Regions from separate parts of the Danio rerio genome. Here region 2 is linked to region 1. A link is a contact called in public Micro-C data. All regions are on one chromosome and are shown on one strand. Each heading gives the region's core, a stretch centred on a gene start, on an enhancer-like site or on the middle of the called end of the contact. The rest is flanking DNA. Distances are from core to core; before and after follow the strand shown.

Evidence for each region. A called contact is a pair of places that touch in the nucleus more often than the background predicts.
Region 2: a Micro-C map of caudal fin shows a contact between it and region 1, with 19 times the contacts expected there. The contact joins the promoter of igf2b here to the promoter of mrpl23 in region 1. A contact is called at or near these places in 8 of 18 Hi-C or Micro-C datasets (caudal fin, embryo, fibroblasts and 3 more) and 2 of 4 datasets of contacts at active chromatin or transcription factors (caudal fin and embryo).

The regions. Positions count from the first base shown.
Region 1 is chr25:24,983,467-24,986,758 of GRCz12tu, forward strand. It overlaps mrpl23 (mitochondrial ribosomal protein L23), which reads left to right and starts at 1,972. Exons shown (of 5, transcript NM_001002052.2): 1 at 1,972-2,055; 2 at 2,603-2,725. The coding sequence starts at 2,039.
Region 2 is chr25:25,253,487-25,256,597 of GRCz12tu, forward strand. igf2b (insulin-like growth factor 2b) reads right to left here and starts at 1,630. Exons shown (of 4, transcript NM_001001815.1): 1 at 1,473-1,630; 2 at 12-162. The coding sequence starts at 1,541.

The DNA of each region.
Region 1 (3,292 bases), core at 722-3,221:
CACACACATTTAAAAAATAAAAAAATAAATAAAAAGTTCTCATCACACATTAAAAGTGTATTCACAATGTATAAGTTCATGCTTTATTTAATATACAAATTCAGTTTATTTATTTTCCAATAAGCTATTTTAACACTATTTTGCTAAACTATTTTGCACAACATTCATCTTTAAATACCTCTTCGGCACAATATTCACCTTTAATACCTCTCTCCCACAACATTGTTCAGTTTCATGTAAAATTACTATTATAGCCTGTCTTATGTGTAGTATCTTATATAGTATATGTTAGTCATAAGTAGTTTTCTGTAATAGCTTATATCCAGTGTTGTGTTTGTATTTAAGATTAATGTATGTAACACCATTGTTCTGCGAGACATGCCATTTCTTTCCTCTGTATGTCCACACATGTAGCGGAATGACAATCAAGCTTGACTTGAAAAGAAATTGTCATTTATTTTGGGTGAACTATCCCTTTGAAATTATTTTCAAATTATTTAAATCATTAAATTATATTGTTTGAGGGTTGTTGCTGCATTCCATATTTGGAAAGAACGTTCAAAATACCACTTTAAGTTGGATATCTGACTTAAAGGCAGATTTATCTTTTTTTTCCCTTTTTTTTAAAAACAAGAACAATAATAATGCACAATATCAACAACACTGACACTTGAAAAAAATTATAAAAAAAACATTAAGAAAATACAACAAACAATATATGGATTAGGACAACACAGTGGCGCAGTAGGTAGTGCTGTTGCTTTACAGAAAGAAAGTCGATGGTTCGAGCCTCGGCTGGGTCAGTTGGCATTTCCATGTGGAGTTTGCATGTTCTCCCTGCATTCGCATGGGTTTTCTCCGGGTTTTCCGGTTTCCTCCACAGTTCAAAGACATGCGGTACAGGTGAATTGGGTAGGTGAAATTGTCCATAGTGTATGACTTTGAATGAGTGTGTATGGATGTTTCCCAGAGATGGGTTGCAGCTGGAGGGGCATACGCTCCGTAAAACATGTGCTGGATAAGTTGGCTGTTTATTCCGCTGTGGCGACCCCAGATTAATAAAGGGACTAAGCCGAAAAGACAATGAACATATGGATTAAAAGAATAGACTAAATTCATAACATGAAAACCTTAAATCCAGCTTATGATGGGGTGAATGCGGTTTATCTGGGACACTTTTTGCAATTTTGACTTTAGCTCTCTATTTCAATGTCTGTCTAACTGATTAGAACCACATTTTAGACTTTTCTGAAATCCCTAAGATGTTTTTTTTTTTTTTTTAATCTGATTTTTCACATGTGCTGAGTATGAGCTGATGCATTCTGGCAGAAGTTACAGGGTCCCGTTATGCAAGTACAATAAAAATAAACAGTATTTTGTTCCTTTTTTATTTAAATTGATCAATGAGCAAGTAGGGAAGGATGGTCAAAGATTATGACGGGATTGGTTGGCACAACAGAGGGCAGTGGGGTCACATTGTATCACATTGTATTTAAATAAACACACAGAAGCTTAGGTATCACAGATTACTCAAATTCACCCTACGCTATTTTTTTATTTATTGCAGATGTTTTCGGTGGACAGTTAGCATTTTAAGTTCAATTTGTTTTATCATTGGCATAATATAATGAAATGTAACGAGTATATGACAGGAACGCATTGAGGACCCGATTGTTTATAAGTCGGAAATACAAATGTGACACGGGGAAACATGAAGAAATGACCAATCTTTTATAATAAAAGTTCTCATATAATATTTAAGAAAATCGTATAAATATAAATCATTACTTTATAAATAGACTATGTTTTACTTATTTATTAATTTTTATTAGGCATTAAACTTGCATTCGTTTAGTTCACCTATTAGGTAAAGTTCTCCAGTTTTTGTATATTTAAATTTGGGAGGGCTTTTATTTTGAAAATCAAAACTCCTGTCTGCGCAGTTTTCAGAGGACGACAGTGTTCGAGGACCTTGAGCACATGAAAATAAAATCAAAACACCACATGCCAAACTAGAAATCCGGAACATTTGCTGATTATGGCGAAACGGATAATGTGAGATTTTTAAAAATGTTTCTTTAGTTCGTCAAATAAGTAAAATCTTTACTGATGTTATATAACTTATATAAACCGTGAAAATTGCATTAGCCTAACTTACCTTTAGCTTAATGCAAGGTGTTCTTGTATATACATTTAAATGATACTTTGAATTTTTGTATTAATAATAATACTCCAAATATTTGTCGATGTATTACGTTTTCCTGCTTGAACGATAACAACCCCCGCTTTTAACGTAGAAACGTACCATGGTAATGCAGCACATTGAAAATAGTGCCATTTTTTGTACTTGATTACAAATGTGAACAACGACCACGTCGTTCCTATTTAATGGTACTTTTATAATAGGTGAAAACTTTAGTATTAAGGCTGCTTATTTATTTAGGGACATGTAATCATCACAGCAATTGCGTTGTTATATGACTATGCTAAGAATAGTCCATACATGCATGCATTCATTCAAGTGCTACGGTAATTTGTTGGATTTTTAGCTATTAATGAAATTAAATCTGTTCAATATGTGATTTTTTTGTATTTTGTTTAGATACCCTTTATACCAACTGGGTAACCCCCAGCTGAGAATATTCCGACCTACCTTTAACATGACACTGGTCAGACCAGGAAAAGAACAGCCACCTGATACAGTGCAATTTCGTATTTCTATGGCGTAAGTATTTTGTTATTTTCATTAATGAAACTAGTCGTGTATTAAATACTTTTGTAATTGAGGTAAAGTTGGTTTAATATTCACACATTTGTTCAGTGACAATTGTGACACACTCCCTATTGTTTTCCACAGCACTTTGAATATTCGTCTGAAATAACCTGCAAGTGTGACGTGAAAACAACATTAACACTGTTTATTTGACTGTGAACAATGTTGTACTTTGATTGTCAATATGATTTCACTGTTTAGAGTTTGCAAATAATACATTTATGAAATTATATAATTAAGGGAAAAGTCCAAATGTGCGAATGTAATACCAACTTTACCTCTATTTTTTTAACATGTCATAACAGAATTTCAGTTTACAATGATAGTTGCTGTACTTTCCACTAGGTGTCAGACAAACCCCACAAATGCCTTTCAATTCGAGACTGTAAATTGCAGAGTGGGGATCTGATTGCACATGATGATCACAAAGAATTAAAGCATCTTAAGTGAAGCTTAACTGTAATTGCAGGCCGGTTAGATGCAACACTGCATTTCGTTACAAAACACTGGATGACGTTT
Region 2 (3,111 bases), core at 380-2,879, 270 kb after region 1:
AGTGTACGTACTGAAATAGAAGCCTCTGTCTTCACACACAAACTGTAGAGCGTCCACCAGCTCTCCGCCACATAACGTTTCAGCTGAAGCAACTTCGAAGGCAGACAGGGTTAAAAACAGTATGCATATTGGCATCCGTATGGACCAGAACATCTTTATGACCTGCAAAGATGACATGCTTTAGTTAGTTCAGTTTAGAGAGTTTGCATTTTATTTTTAATGGACAAATCTTGTCTCTTTATTTATCTTAAATGCTGAACATAATGCATATTCCTCCTTCCATAAGTATAATTAGAATTCTTAAGATGTTGACTTTAGTAATGCAATACTTCCATGTGTGAATGCATGGAAATTGACTCCTCACTTATCTGCTTGATTACATGGTCAATTTACAGTATGGAGAAGCATGCCTTTACGGTCTATACATAATGCACTGTTGTTCACAACAGACAATTTGCCAGTGTACTCAATGCACATTTGCAATTATATGCACGCCTTTTCAGGTTTGAATAAAAATAAATAAAAATGTGTCTAAATATCTGCTTAGCAATCTTCAGCTTAATGCACAATTAATAAGGTTGCAATCTTGCTATTCATAAAACAAACAAGAAACTAAAATTTATAAGTAAACTGAATTAAAATACTTTTTGTAGTTATGAATGTAATTTTTCACACAAAACAATATCAAGTATTATTCTAGAGAGACCTGTTGATCATCTATCCCTAACGTCATGCATTAGGCATGTCATTAGTTCGTCCATCTTATTAAATCAGGCATTGTAAATCTTCATTACACATTCATGCATCGACTTTTTAATTTTCGGCTTAAAGATGAATTGCTTATCCAAGTCGAAAGGCTTTATCTTGTCCTTTACATTCTTACACAACGTTCAACAAGTTGCAAGACTTCTCAATCTACCAAGCTATCTCATTCCTTTCAACTCAGCATATAGTTTCCTTAAATCCAAGTCATTTAAAGTGCTGTCGCCCCCTCGTGCAACATTCTTTCTAGTGTGCGCGTATCCAGAACGTAATGTCAAGTCTTTTATATATATATATATATATATATATATATATATATATATATATATATATATATATATATATATATATATATATATATATTCGCAGTCGCTTTTCATAATACAGAAAGATTGTAAGGTGTTTTACAGAAATAAAGTTAATAACTTGAATTCTTCATTGTGCACATTCTGCAGTTTAGCGCTGTCAAGATGATCTGGTAATTGTTAAGAATGTCAAAAACATCCATTTCATTACGCGAACCGCTTCAGCAAAGGAACACTGTTTTAAATCTCCTTAGTTTATCGACCGTGCCAGTTTCAGATTTTTATGATGCGACTCAACAGTTTCTATAAAGCTTCTCTTTTTATTGGTTTGTTTTCTATTCAAGAGAACAGCACGAAAGCAATTGTCTCCAAATATGTCCAAGGTTCTTAAAAGATTTTCTTTACCTTATTTACGAAACTGTCTGTTCTCGAGCAGGTATGGCAAACAGAATGATGTTTTAGTTGGTCCTCCATGACAACGTGAAAAAATGCTGTGCTGTTGTATTTGGTAGTGAAGGTCGGATTAAGTCCCCTAGATGGTGTTAGGATGTTGTGTGGAGCTGTCCCAAAATCAGGCGACAGGCAAAAGTTCTCTGAGAGAAGTATTATATACCCAACCCGCCCCTAAACACCCTCCACCTCCCGCACTTCTTGTGCGCATGCCTGTAAACCAGCAGTCTAGCCGAGTTCTACACTGTTTCCACAGAATCCACATTAAAAAAGTTCATTAAACTTTAGAGAATGTCAGCTCAACTCCTTGTTGAAATGGCTGACTTTGTTTGTTGTTTTGTTTTCTTAACACATTATAAAGTTAGAGCAGAATAGAATTAAATCTACATCTACAAAGAAAGTAAATCCACAATGAAATAATTAATGAAAACAACGAAAGATTCATAGTTTAGAAACGCCAGCGTCGTCAAAATCTTTCCATCAAGATATCAGAGTTCTGACAGGACAATCAGTGTGTAAATTCTTTTGCAATGTGCAGTGTCCGGATGATAAGGAGAAAGGATGAAACGCTCCATGCCATCATTTCCTCTGATAAACCACCTGCCTTATCGATCCTCACGCGAATAGTGGCGGTAATGATGGTAATTCACTTTACAGGCTGACCCATTCAGAGCACTGAGAGGATAATGAAGAATTAGCTGGACTTGAATTGAACTTAAATTGGTTTGATTGAATTACCTGGAAATGTCATCCATCACCTGGCAAAGCAATAAGGGGCCATTATTTGATGCAGATGTTATTTTTCGTGGACACTAGTCTACATCTGATATGAAATGCAGGGCCAAAGTGTCTATCACTAACTTAGAGTACTAAAATGCCCTTTAAAGTTGTTTCAAATCAACATGTGGAAGTAATATATGTATGATATAATTATTAAATGCATTATATGAACTATCAGCCCCGTGTTTATTTTTTCCTCAATTTATGTTTAACAGAGAGAAGATTTTCAACACATTTCTAAACATAATAGTTTTAATAACTCATTGGTAATAACTGATTTATTATATCTTTGTCATGATGATAGTAAATAATAATTTACTAGATATTTTTTCAAGACATTTCCATACAGCTTAAAGTGACATTTAAAGGCTTAACTAATTAACTAATTAACCAGGCAGGTTAGGGTAAATGCAAGTTATTGTACAACAGTGGTTTGTTCTGTAGACTATCAAAAAAAATAAATAAATAAATAAATTAATTAATTAATTACTAAAAATAAATAAATAAATTATATATATATATATATATATATATATATATATATATATATATATATATATATATATATATATATATATATATATATATATATATATAATCTCTGTTAAAGATAATTTGGGAAATATTTAAAAAAGAAATAATTCTCTGTATATCAAAGTGTCAAAATTGTTCATGATTTTGGATATGAAGGCTATTTAATTATCTATTTATAAGGCTAAGGCATTCGATTAACATACATTTAAATCGCAAATGTTCAATACTATTTATTTTAAGTTATGATATGTGAGCAAACATGAGACTAACTGACAAACTG